2 separate regions of the Mus musculus genome follow, and region 1 is linked to region 2. A link is a contact called in public HiChIP or PLAC-seq data. All regions are on one chromosome and are shown on one strand. The core of a region is the stretch at or near the end of the contact, and the rest is flanking DNA. Distances in the headings are between cores, read along the strand shown.

Evidence for each region. HiChIP or PLAC-seq counts read pairs in DNA pulled down with a chosen protein or histone mark.
Region 1: a contact with region 2 is called in an H3K27ac HiChIP or PLAC-seq map of differentiating embryonic stem cells, with 4 times the contacts expected there. The contact joins two enhancer-like sites. A contact is called at or near these places in 8 of 39 promoter capture datasets (the 3T3-L1 cell line, 3T3-L1-derived adipocytes, embryonic stem cells and 3 more), 1 of 484 Hi-C or Micro-C datasets (cerebral cortex), 8 of 115 datasets of contacts at active chromatin or transcription factors (astrocytes, differentiating embryonic stem cells, embryonic basal ganglia and 5 more) and 1 of 9 other capture datasets (embryonic stem cells).

Annotation. Positions count from the first base shown.
Region 1 is chr10:43,525,440-43,531,973 of GRCm38.p6, forward strand. Mtres1 (mitochondrial transcription rescue factor 1) reads right to left here. Exons shown (of 4, transcript NM_026411.2): 3 at 5,159-5,231. Among named protein-coding and RNA genes, the nearest start is that of Mtres1, 12 kb to the right of the region's middle. Within about 2 kb of position 2,347, at least 92 of the 459 cell types and tissues checked have an H3K27ac peak or open chromatin away from gene starts, as enhancers often do. A contact at or near this core is called in differentiating embryonic stem cells, where this site is marked.
Region 2 is chr10:42,945,870-42,952,522 of GRCm38.p6, forward strand. It overlaps Scml4 (Scm polycomb group protein like 4), which reads left to right. Exons shown (of 9, transcript NM_172938.3): 7 at 1,000-1,272. Among named protein-coding and RNA genes, the nearest start is that of Gm5079, 42 kb to the right of the region's middle. Within about 2 kb of position 4,437, at least 111 of the 459 cell types and tissues checked have an H3K27ac peak or open chromatin away from gene starts, as enhancers often do. A contact at or near this core is called in differentiating embryonic stem cells, where this site is marked.

The DNA of each region.
Region 1 (6,534 bases), core at 1,097-3,596, 580 kb after region 2:
TCTGGGAAACTTAGGCCAATTCAAACAGCCCTGCTTTGCTTTAATGTGGTGACTGTCACATAGGAAGAGCAAGGGAGACAGCCTGACACTCTTGAGGCTGTCACCCTAGTTCTGAACTGCATGGCTGGGAAGGCATACAGGAGGGGGCCTCAAGCACAGGGGCCAGACTGCAGGCAGCAGTGGCTTCCATCTGACATCCACGCCTGGCCTGCCGAGGATTGAGGCTGGGGAAGGTCATCGGTCAGGTCGCTGAGGGACAAACCTGTCTGTCTGGGCAACACTGAAAGGTAGGGCACAGCCTTAGCAAGAATGTGCAAAAGACAGCACTGCATGCACCAGGAAGAAGGCAGCACTAAGCTTTAGCCGGGATGCCCTAAAATGGGATGGGACAGTTTCATAGACATCAGTCATCATGGTTGCTGGCTGCCCCATGAGAGAGACTCATGGAAAGAGACCAGCTTCAGACCACAGAGGTGGACAGCACACAAGAGGCGAGTTGGCTCCAGGAGCTGAGGCCAAACTAACCTTACCAGAGGACTTGCTGCTAAAGCTTGTCACCCTGGAGAGCCATGTTACCACCAGGCCCTCTGCAAGGACTTGGTCCATGTTTGGCACATGGCAACACCTGGCAGATACCTGGTTCACTCAGCTCATTAGAGAATCTGGCCAGGAACTCAGGAGGTGCTCAAAACAGCCTGGCTACACGCTGCTGTTTCTGCCAAAATATAAGCCAGAAAGAGCATGGTGCTCCCCCTCCCCCACCCCGAACCCCCACCCAGCTTCTATTGAGTAAAGCATCTCATATGTGGGCCGCTGACTCTGTTGAAGGGTCTGAAGGGATTGCTCAGTGATTAACAGTGGTCACTGTTCTTGTTTGCCTTGCTGTGCACATGCTGCACAGACACACATGTGGGCAAAACACCCATTCACATAAAATAAGTTATTTACAGATTTTAAAATGAGTATACTAAGACAAACAAGAAACCAAGCCCCCCCCCCCATAAGCGGTCATGCACAGCTTAGAAACTGGTCCATTTCATTCAGTCACTTCCGTCTTTTAGATGCATTTGTGTGTGGGCATCGGCCTGCGTGGATGGCTAGGTGCCATGTGCACGCCTGGTTCCCCTGAAGGTCACAGGTAGAATGGAGCTCTTGGAATTGCAGCACAGGCAGTTGTCAGCCACCATGTGGTACTGGGAATCGAACCTGGAACCTCTGCAAGAGCAGCAAGCACTTTTAGTTGCTGAGCCATCTCGAGCCCCTAACTTAAAAATTTCGAAACCATTTAGTTTGGGGTGTGGGACACACTGTGTGGAACTTGAAACCTCTGCAGAGCTGTTCTCTCCTTCAACCACATGGGCTCAGGGAAGGGACTTTAGTTACGAGGCTTGGCAGCAAGCACCGCTGTCTGCTGAGCCATCTCACCAACCCAGTTACTTAGGCTGGATATGGTTGCTCATGCCTATAAACCCAGCAGAGGCAGGAGGATTGCTGCAAGTTTTTAGTGAGATCATATTACAGAAAAAAAAAAAAGTTGAAGGAGACAGGAAAGGAGGAAGAGGAGGGGAAGAGGAAGGAGTAGACACTGCAAGAGTATAAAGGGGAAAGGAAGGAAGTCAGGCGTGGGGCCCAAGAGAGATTAATGGAGAGGTGAATACAATCAAAACATATTGCACACAGGCATGAAAAATGAAATGTTATTATGAATAATTAATATGTGCTAATAAAAGTGTTTTTAAAAGGGAAAGGGGAAAAAAGTGATGACATTTCTTCCTTCTAGGGCTCAGACAATGTTTGCTCTTAGTGCAGCCAGCTCCTGGGAGGGGAGTTTAAGGCAGGGTGTGTGAGTGAGTCCCCACACTTTGGCTTCTCAAGCCACCTCCGCAGAGCAGGGTTAACACAGCACCGTGCACTCTGGACCCCGCCTAGACTGCAGAACACACAAAAGCTTTGCTCAGTGGCAGGCGGGGAACAGAGGGATTGAGCTGCAGCACCAGACAAGCTGGACCTCAGGGCCTGTGGCCAGGCTCTGGCTCCACGGAGCAGGCTGGGGAAGCAGGCATGCTTTATTTAGTCCCATCCAAGGCCTGGTCCTCTCAAGACACAAAGCAAAACTGGCTGGGGTTAGGGGCTGTTTCAAATATCTACATTTCAAATCTCTGCTTAGCTGCAGTTTCTATGGCTACCAGGCTTCTTAGTAACGAGGCAGGGAGCTAGTGTTAATGCCGGCCTCTGCCTTTGCTGACCCTCAGGAGGAATCTGGAAAGCGGCTGAGGCAACAGAACACCCAAGGCAGGAGGAGCAGAGCAATTAGGCTGCAGCTAACAATACCTCAAAGCAGGGGAAGAAAAACAGGCTTATGGAGTTTGCAAATGAGTCCAGCCAGGAGGGCATCCAGAGGTACTGCAGCCCAGCCACAGCCCAGAAAGCAATAGAGAAGGGTGGAGAAGGCCCATCTGGAGCAGTGGCTTTTGTGCAGCTCACTGAACAATGGCTGCCGGGTCATCCTGCACCTGCCAGCCAAGGTTATCAGAGCTCCCGGGCCTCGACTAACAGGTGAGACAAGAATGGAGGCCATCTCTCTGTGTCCACACAGGCAGCAACAATGGACTACATCATCCCCAGGAGCAGGCACTCAAAGTCTCAATGTTCACCGATGCACACATGACAGACACACTTCCTGTTCCACACCCCAGGGCAACTCCAGGTAGCTCAGATCCTGCCCTAGCAGGCCTCGGAACATGAAAGGAGAATAAAAACCACCCTTCAAAACCGTCTGCCTCCTCATTACCCCTCAGTGCTGATGGGTTACGCTTCCAAGCAAGGGCCATAGGTTTTAAGCCACCCTCTATCCCCAGACAGGTGTCACACATCTCAGGCTGGCCTCAGATTCAAGCGGGGATGCCCTTGAATTTCTCACCCTTCCGCCTGCCGCATGCTTGAACCTGGGGCTTCTTTCACATGCTCGGCAGGCACCCTACAGGAGAGCTGCGTCCCTAGTCCCACTTCCAAACTTTTAATTAAAGCTTTCTTACATTTTCCTTATTGAGTTTTGTTAAGTGATAATCTCATGGTTAAAAACCATGGTAGAACATCCGTGAGGCAAAGGCAGGCAGATCTCTCTGAGTTCAGGCCAGCCTAGTCTTACTTAGTGAGACCCTGTCTCAAATACACAAAAACCTCATTATCTGTATCTCAGAGGGAGGGTGAGGCAGCCAGGCCCGGCACCTTGCAGCAATGCCTGACGACCGAGTTCTGTCCCTGAAACCAACATGGAGGGTTGGTGGGAAAGAAGCCACTGCTTCACGCTGTCCTCTAACCTCCACCTACATCCATGCCGTGACATGCATGTCCTACACTCCCCACTCCCCAACTAAATATATTTTTTTTAAGCTGGAAAATAAAAGGCATGAAGGAAATTAATAGAGGAGAGCTGGGGAGTTGGCGCGGCAGCCAGGCACAGTTGTTGCTCTTGCAGACTTGGACTTGGTACCCAGCACTCCCACAGCGGCTCACAACCATCCTTAACTCCAGCTCTGGGAGACTTGGTACCCTCTTGTGGCCTCTGTGGGCAGCAGGCATAATTATGCACAAACATATTTGCAGGCATTTATATACATAAAATAAATTAAAAAAATAAAATTCAAAATATAAAAGGCATGAAGAAAATGACTACAGCTGGAGGGGCGGCTTAGCAGTTAAGAGCATCTTCCGGCCAGCTGCCTGTTGCTATTGCAAAGGACCCTGGTGTGGTTCCCAGAAATCACTGTGGCTCACAACCAATCACCTGCAACTCTAGTGCCAGGGGGGTCTTCTGACTTCCACAGGACTGCATGCGCACGCGCACACAAGCAAGACACTCAAGCACAAAGAAAGCTTAATACATTTGAAAGCTTAATAATATCCCATAAAAACCTATTTTAAGATAAATATGAGTAATATTTAATTCAAAATATATGGAGCATATTGAACATATGAATACATTATTTTGTTGTTGTTGTTAAGATAGTCTTGGCCAGCCTGGAACTAGATGAGATGAGCAGATCTGGCTGGCTGAATCTGTGGCAGTCTTCCTGACTCTGCCTTTGTGTGTGTGTGTGTTTATGTGTGTATGTGTGTGTATGTGTATGTGTGCAGACAGCATCTCAGGTAGCCCAGGCTGACCTAGAACTCCTGATCCCCGTTTCTCCATTTCCCGAGTGCGGCTTTACATACGTGCACTAAGAACACTGTTTAACAGAATTTTACTTTTACACGAGTGTGTGTATGTTTGTATCTGTGTGTGTGAGAGAGAGAAACAGAAAGATACAGACAGACAGGCAGGCAGACAGGCAGGCAGACAGAGAGACATGTTACACAGCAAATGTTGGAAGTACCTCCTTTTATCAGTTGGGGGTTTTGTGTGGTTTATTTTATTTTATTTTTTAAAATATTTATTTATTTATTATATGTAAGTACACTGTAGCTGTCCTCAGACACTCCAGAAGAGGGAGTCAGATCTTGTTACAGATGGTTGTGAGCCACCATGTGGTTGCTGGGATTTGAACTCTGGACCTTTGGAAGAGCAGTCGGGTGCTCTAACCCACTGAGCCATCTCACCAGCTTGTGTGGTTTATTTTTTGAGACACAGTCTCACTGTGCAGCCCTGGCTGACCTGGGACCCACATTCTGGCCTCAGCCTTCCACTCAGTGCTGGGGTGACAAGGTGTCACCACCCTGGCTCCATGTCTTTCAATTAGTAGTGCTAATACGAACTTGTTGGGAAATGAGGGGCATCTTTTTTGCCAGCTGCCTGTCAGAAAGCAGAGCTCCAAGGAGAGCCCCTGCTGAAGTGACCAGAGTCACACCCCTGCTTAGGTGACCCTGCTTGGTCAACCTTTCCCGTGTCATCTACTTGCCATGATTCCATGGGGCTAACGTTAATACCTAGATGTCTGAGTAAGGATGGCCGCAGTCCTGAGGGTGGCTGATTCCAAATTCTTCTCAGGACTCAATGGCCGAGAAGAGACAGTGGCCTGTAGGTGGTTCCCACAAGCATGACCAGGACTCAGAGGACCTCAGAGAAGGCACCAGGGCCCCCAGGGAGTCACAGGGACAGCACTGAGTAGCAGAGCGACAGACAGGACCGTGGGGCTGTCATGGCGGCGGTTTGGCTCACCGTTCTGCTTTTCTTCCACAACTTCTCCCCATTCAGTCTGAGTTCACCTTTGTAGAATGCATCTTCTACTTTGCTATTAAAAAGAAAAAAAAAAACCACTTAAAATTGAAATCACTCAATGATCACACAGCTTTGAGAAAAGCAGCTGCTGTTAGCGTCTGCTCGGTGAGTCCCCACAGCACCCTGCGCTTGGACGAAAGTCACGAAGTGAAAGCGGCCATCACTGACGGGCATCTAACAGGAGACCACAGGGTACTTCTGACTCTGAAAAGGCTCGCTGCTTCTCAGGCAGGTGGCTGCTCATGAGTCACAATGGTCAGAATGAAAGGGGGGTTTCCTGCCCCTCAGCTACCTGCTTGGCACTCAAGAGTGCAAAACCAGGCACCACACATATGGAACTGCCTGTGTGCACCCAGGGCGGAGTAATTCCAATCAAACAGCCATTCACCTCTGAATTTAACCCCCTGGTGACCTGACTCCAGATGACTGACACCTGGCTCTGCTTAATAAAGGGAGCAGCCAGCATTCAGGCCCTAGAGGAGTTGGCCAGATGTCAGACAGCAACCAGCAATCCTGATCAGGATGCTCAAAGCAGGGCCTACAGTCTTATATGTTCTGTGGATTCAAACAGTAAAGGACACAATTAGTGATGCCACAAAAGATACAAATTACATACGGAAATCTTCAATTTGCTCTTCTTACCTTGGCTATCCCCATCAATGACAGAGAACAGAGAGTGAACCCACACTTTGGTCACTAGCAGCACCCAGCAGAGAGAATGGCTGCACTAAAGGCACCTCAGCATCCACCCTCCCACCCCTGTGAAGGCGCTGCATGGGACACGGTGTTTGTCACAGCTCAAATCCACGCACAACAGCCTCCTGCACGCTGGGCCTAGGCACAGTGCTGGACACAGACCTTAATCCTACCTGGAGGCTGAAGCAGGAGGATTTCAGTGAGTTGTAGGCCAGCATGGGCTATAGAGTGATAATGTGGCTTTACAGGGTAAAGGGGGTGGGGGGTTGGAGGTGGAACCCACAAAGCTGCAAGGACAGAACCAACTTCACAATGCAGTCTTGAGTCCACATGATAGGGTCTGCACATCCTGCCTATCACACATGGACACTGGATACATTTTAAAAAGGAGCCTGGCCGTTACCGTCTAAAGTAGCCCTCTCAGCCCTAATCACAGCAGAGACATTCCAGTATGTACAGAAGGCCGCTTACTAGGAGCCCAAAACAACAGTCTTTTGGTCCAAGAACCCACTCTCTGCTTCCTCAGACAGCCTCTCAATATATAGTTCAGATCGGCTTCTAACTGTCTCCTGACGTAGCCCCACATATGCTGGGACTGCAGGCATGGCCCAGAGCTTTAG
Region 2 (6,653 bases), core at 3,187-5,686:
TTTAATGTCTTAAGGTGAATGGTTATATGAAATTTTTTATCCTTCACAATATAAAAGTTTTAAAATTTTATTTTATGTATGTGTGTTATTTGCCTGCATGCATGTCTATACACCACATGTGTGTCCAATGCCTGCAGAGGCCAGAAGAGGATGTTAGATCCCTTAGAACTGTAGCTGCAGACAGTTGTGAGCTGCATATGGGAGCTGGGAATTGAACAGAGATCCCTTGGAAGAGCAGCCAGTGCTCTTAACTGCTGGGCCACCTCTCCAGCCCTAAAATAGAAAATATATGCACTACAAAATTTACCTCTAAGTTTCTGCCTTACTCTTACATCTTGGTAGCTCTTATTTCCAGGAAGTCTCCATGAAGTCCCCAGGAGTGGGACCTGCCACTTACCCTAATAATATCAAATCTTAGTTTTTCAGTACCTTCCTGCAGGAGGAACCGAGACAAGGGGAAAGTGTCAGAGTCTAGCAACCCTAAATATGCTTCTTCATTGCCAATCCTGGAATACTTAAAAAAAAAAAAAAAACAACTGATTGTAGGTGTTTTGGGATATCAGGATCTGTTTTGATGATATTTCATATTTGATGAAATTATTGGTGGTTTTGACTGGGTTGGGAGTGAGGAAGAATAATAATATCCTCTTTATTTTTATCTCTATGTCATATCTAGACCTTTTTACACACACACACACACAAACACACACACACACACACACCATTTGGCCACATATAATTTATTTTCAGGTGAATTGGGGCCGAGATCGCCACTGGGCTGTCTATACACGGGAGAACCTAGCTCTTGGTTCCTCCCTGGCGAGGCAAGGTCCCCATCTGCTACCACTGCTGCTCAGAGCTATTCTGTGTGTTCATGCCCCCTCTCTGCCCATGCTTACTGGTAATAGTGACCATGTCAGAGCCAGCTTTGTCAAGACGGAGGCTCGGGAGCTCCCTGCGCTTCTCTCATGCCTGCTCTCTGTGTCCCTTACATTTTAGCCAAGGTAGCCACGGCTGAAGAGTGTCTGGCAAACGCAGTGGGCATGAACCGCTACGCCATGGACTTTAGCCACAGGGGCTCCGTAACCCACTCTTCCTCACTGTACAAGAGGCTGACCTGCGGAGACAGCCACCTTGCCGGAGGCCCCGCCACCACCACCAGTGGTTCCCGCACCAACCCTGTTCCCTCTGGAGGTTCGTCGTCACCTGGACTGAGGCTGCCAGCCTCCAGCCCCAAGAGGAATGGAACAGCCATCGAAGGAAACAGATGTGGTAATGCAATGCACACCCTAGAAACACTGCATAGGGGAGAAGTTAGAGTGATTTTGAACATGACACCTCTGGGAAACTAGAATGTTCCACAACCCCCTTGAGTTTTTATTATTCGTTTAGGCAGCCAATCTAACTTCTGATCATAAGTGAACCAAAGGGCACATTAGCTTAGGAATAACCAGTAGACTCCAAAATGCCCACGGGCTCAAAGATCAAAGACAGATTAGTTCAAGAGTCCAAAGTGGATGTCCCACCTCCATTCAGGGACCCTTGTTCTGTTCCTCTTGTGTCTCTACCATGCCTGTCTGTCTTTACACCCCTGCATCTAGTGGACAGGACGGGGATGGCACTATGATGCCCAGGAAGAGATGGGCATCAGTCACAATCCATCGGCAAATTCATTCATCCATGACTCAAGTTCCCTGGAGAAAGCAGAGAAGACACAAAGTGTTTCCATGCTGGTCGGTCATTAGGTCCTCTTGTCTCCCTCACAAGGGAAACATACTTCACGAAAGTGTTCAGAGGGACATAGGGAATTAAGTAGAGGCCATTCTGATAGATGCTTTACAACAAGTGTCCCCAATCTGCAACCTGGACCATCTGTAACCCAGAGTGGCGTGAATTTAGTACAACACGTGGCATACACCATCATATCGCATGTCGAAAGATCAGACACCCCTGCTTCACGACGTCACTGACAAGCTATGCATTAGTGGATTAGCAGCTGTAGCGTGGGTACCTTGGTGGATGCCGCAGCCTGGAATTCTGACCCTTTTCAAGTCCTGGTTTCTCTGTGCTTCTGTTTCCTTCCCCGAGAAATTGAAATCGTTACCTCATAGAATCATACAGGGAAGGTTCAATGGGTTTATATGTGTATTTACCAAGGGTGGAAAGATCAGCAGAGACCCCTTAAAGGAGACATAGCTCTGAAAGGCAGAAAAATGAAATTATTCATTCTTTATAGTTGCAGGAACTCTTCAGTATAAGTATTCCATTGACAGTGTCTCTGCAGGGTGCTAAAAGGAGAAAAATGCAAATTACATATACCTGAGCAAGCCACTCAGAGGGTTGGGTCTCTCTCTGGTCTCTGCTTCCCATTTCTGCTACACCTCCTTTTCTAGAATCTAGTCACACGGCCACTAGCTGCAAGGGAAACTAGGAAAGGTGGTTTTAGTTCCAAGTGGAAATCCTGTTATAAAGAAACGGGGGAAGAGATGTTCTGCAAGCAACTGATGGTCTGCGAAACCCTTCCTTGTTAAGAATGTTTGCATTCTTCATTCCTCCACCCCCAGCCTCACCCCCAGCCCCACCCCCAGCCCCACCCTCAGCCCCAGCCCCTCTCCCAGCCCCACCTGGCACTTCATTCCTATCTAAGTATGACTCTATCCTGCCACAGTACCATGACTCCAATTTTGTGAGTGCATCATTTACATTTGAATCCCTCACAGTCAAGCAAAGGGGAGCTTGTGTCATTTAGCGAGAGCACCAACTATGGACCTCTTTCTTTCCTTCCTTCCTTGCTTGCTTCCTTCCTTCCTTCCTTTCTTTCTCCAGACAGGGTTTCTCTGTGTAGTCCTGGCTGTCCTGGAACTCGCTCTGTAGACCAGGCTGGCCTCGAACTCAGAAATCCTCCTGCCTCTGCCTCCCAAGTGCTGGGATTAAAGGCGTGTGCCACCAAGGCCCCGCTTACGGACCACTTTCTACTGTTACTATTTATCATAAATTATAACATATTGCTCATAAGACATGTTATATTGCTTATATACGTATTTCTAGCTAGTGGTGGGTCAAGAGGCCTGTCAGTTGTCGAACCAAATTGACTTGGCTGACTCCAAAGTCTGGTCTGTCCAAACCGCTTCAGGATCTCTGGTCTGTGCTTGCAGGGTTTCTTGGGGTTCTTTGTGATATGGAAGGGGATGGAGAAGAGTGTGAGGTGGACAGGACTCCAGCCCTGCTGTAACTCTTTATCAAGCATATTTGCATTCCTTGAAACAATCTGCCTAGCTACCAGTCCTTAGAAAGCATGGTGGCTCAGCATGCTGAACTGAGTGGTATAATAGGAGCCTACCTGCCAGCCCGCAGCTCCCTGCTGTTGGGTCCTTCTCGCTCCCCCACCCCCACCCCACCCAGGTCTCTATTCAAACCTTCCCTTTCTCAGAGGACTGCTTGGTGTGCCTCTGAAGTTACATCCCAGGTGAGAACCACTGGCACCCAGAAACTTCTGGCACCCAGAAACTTTCTCTTTAGTGTGTTTGACCCAATTCATAAATTCTGGAAGAAACCTAGAACTGGATTTTCTCCCCATGTACTAACCACAATGGTTTAAAACCACAGAGTCTGGAAAGCTACCCCAGGCTGCAGGCAGGAGGGCGGGGGGGGGGGGGGAGGGGGGGGCGTGCAGAGTTCTCAGCTGCCTTTCCCTCCACTGTGAATCCTTCCCTTCCCGCTGCCCCAGCAGGAGCTGGTGCCTGGGCTGCAGCAGGGCAAGAGATTCCCTGAGGTTTGCTGATGTTCAGGTGAACTTTTGGGAGCGTCTGTTTCTCATCTGAGATACACTCAGCCAGAGCTATGAAAGGTTTCCGACAACAAAGCTTCCTGCGCGTGCTATAGAATTCCCAACCACAGGCATTTTCAAGAGGTAGACGCAAAAGCAAAATACATTGTTGTTACAGCTCAAAAGTTTCCTGTGGGCTGCAGTCGGTTTCGTGGGCTATGGTGTCAGTACCGGAGACAATTCTGCTAGAGAAAGCGTGGGGATGGGGGCCTCATATGAGGGCTGGGATCTGCAGAGGGGAGAAAGGGCTTCTTCATTGTGGGGAGACAGGAGAGGGGGCCGGGATGATGCAGGCGACCAGTGAATGGTTTGGGGGTGTCCATGTCAGGCTGGTGGGGCTTTGGTTATAGTGATTGTAAACCACACATTTCTGAGCCCTTAGGGGATGAGCCGCCCGCTGGTGGTGGGATTTAGGGAACTAAAACTACTGGATATTTATTGAACACCATAGAAGTACACTGCCTAGCTTTGGAGCTAACTCTGACCTTTACAACCTTGTCCTGTTTGATCCTTGCTGCTTTTACTTGTAGACAACTAGAGACTGGGGTGTTCTGGTCTGCAGATGTCCACTGAGTACTTCAGCAGGGCTTTTTCCTCAGCAGGGCTCTTCTCAGGGCTGAGGGTGGAGCTGTGAACAAGGCAGAAGGATCCCATTCCAGAGAGACCTCAGGACGTTACTGTGATTACTGTTGGAGGTGGAAAAGTGTGGCCTGTGTGACGGGGCTGGAAGGGGAGGGGCTGGAAGGGGAGGGGCTGCAGGACAGTGCTGGAAGGGGAGGGGCTGCGGGACAGTGCTGGAAGGGGAGGGGCTGCGGGACAGTGCTGGAAGGGAGGGGCTGGAAGGGGAGGGGCTGCGGGACAGTGCTGGAAGGGGAGGGGCTGCAGGACAGTGTTGGAGGGGAGGGGCTGCGGGACAGTGCTGGAAGGGGAGGGGCTGAGCGACCTCCTCATCCTGGGAGTCAGGAAAGGCTCCAGTGTCCTGAAATGGGATCTACTGAAATGAGATTTGACATTTGAGCGTTTTGAAGGACAGGTGTTTAGAGGCTCCTGGTGGAGATCACATTGCTTCATGGGAAGCAGGTCGGGGCTAACAGTGTCAGTTTCTGGCTGAGAAGGAATGCAGCCCAACCTGGCTTGCTGGCCCCTAGGGACATCTTCTGTCCTGTTGGCAGGTCAGCTTGTCTTGAAGGATTAATAAAAAACAAAACAAATAGACAAAAAAAATCTGATTAGAATCTAAGGAAGGATCAGGGTTTTTCCTCTCTGGTCTCTGTCGCCTCGTAGTATCTTAAAAGCTGGAACTGAAAGAATGTAAAACAACTCGGTTTCAAAACAGATTAGACTGCTTAGACTGTGATGTGGGCTAGCCTGGGCACCTCACACTCTGCATAGCCTTGGACACACACCTGAGGCCTTCAGAAGTGTTACTTATTGTCAGCAGTCTGCACAGCAGTCTGTGCACTGGGTCATGTGGTGCCTGAGGTTGGAGGGAACACACACACACATACACACCACACTCTGGAGAAGTGCACAGCTGTAGGAGGTAGGAATTTCTGACTCCTGACTCATCCTGGCTTACCACTCCCTTGTTCTACTCTCCCACTCTGTTAGCTAAAGTTTCTCCTGAATTATGAATGAGCGAAAGGCAATTATGTGTGTGCTCGTGGGGATGCGTGAGAGGGAAAGAGATTTGCAGATGTGGTCTGAGCACCATGCTTCAGAAGGCGCCAGCGGGATTGCTTTTCAGCACGGAGTCAGTCGGTGGTCTCTTTTTCTGCTAACTGTGAATTCACCTTCAGGAGCAACAAGATTTAATTATGTACCCATTCACCACCGGGTCTCACTTTTCACGGTTTAACAGCCCACGGGGAGCAACATGACCAAGCACAGCTTCCCTAGTGCTGTGGACGGCGAGTGCTTTGCACGCTCCGTCCGCACAGGAGCAAGACTTGTTCAATACATCCAATCTCGTTCATCTGTCATGTCTGCCTGCAGCCCCTTCCTGTATTGGACTGGACCCATCTGTCTTCCTGACACCTTCCTCAGCAGCTGGCTGGAGCGGGGAGCCAGTGGTGTGTTGACTTTTCTCTGTGAGCACACACCTGCACCAGCTTTGCAAACCCACCGCTGGAACGTTCCATTGCCCTTCTCTGGAGCAAATGTACATGCTTTGGACCAGGAGCAACTGCCGAGGTGTGACTTAGCTTACCAGCTGCCCTGCCTAGTGTGACTGAAAGGCCCCTCAGAAACACCCATGAGCCAGTCTGGCTGTTCTTCCACCATCCTGTAAAAGGGGAAATGCCCACAGCTGGTACCAAGTCCCAAGCACAGATAGTACTTGCCTCAGTGCTCCAAGAGTCTTTACAGCCATCACTGAGAACACTCTCCTCAAAGATGACCAGGAGCCCTCTCTTGTGCTGTAGTCAGCGTCTGCTGTTCCTGACCTCGCTCAAAGGGCGGCCTGACCCTGGGCAGGATCTTATCAGTGGGCCGGACTTCCCCTCCTTCCTGCCAAGTATAGGAAATTAGATTTGACCTCCACTCTCATCCCTGCAGAATCATTCTTGGACTAAAGACTTCCCGCCTTTGTAGTCCGGACATCTATTACCACCCTGATTAACAGCCATGCTCCTGTGGGCGGGCCTCGAAGACAGATGTGATTTCTGTGCTTCTTCAGCCCCACGTTGAGTGCAGATGTCTTTAAATGGACTAAAAATCATCTTTCACTAGTGGGCATCCATGTTCCAAAAGCTCCAGTTCCTCAGTGAGATGCCTGGTGCCACACCACCTCATAGGACCCTTCCATGTCCAACAAGGAAAAAAATCA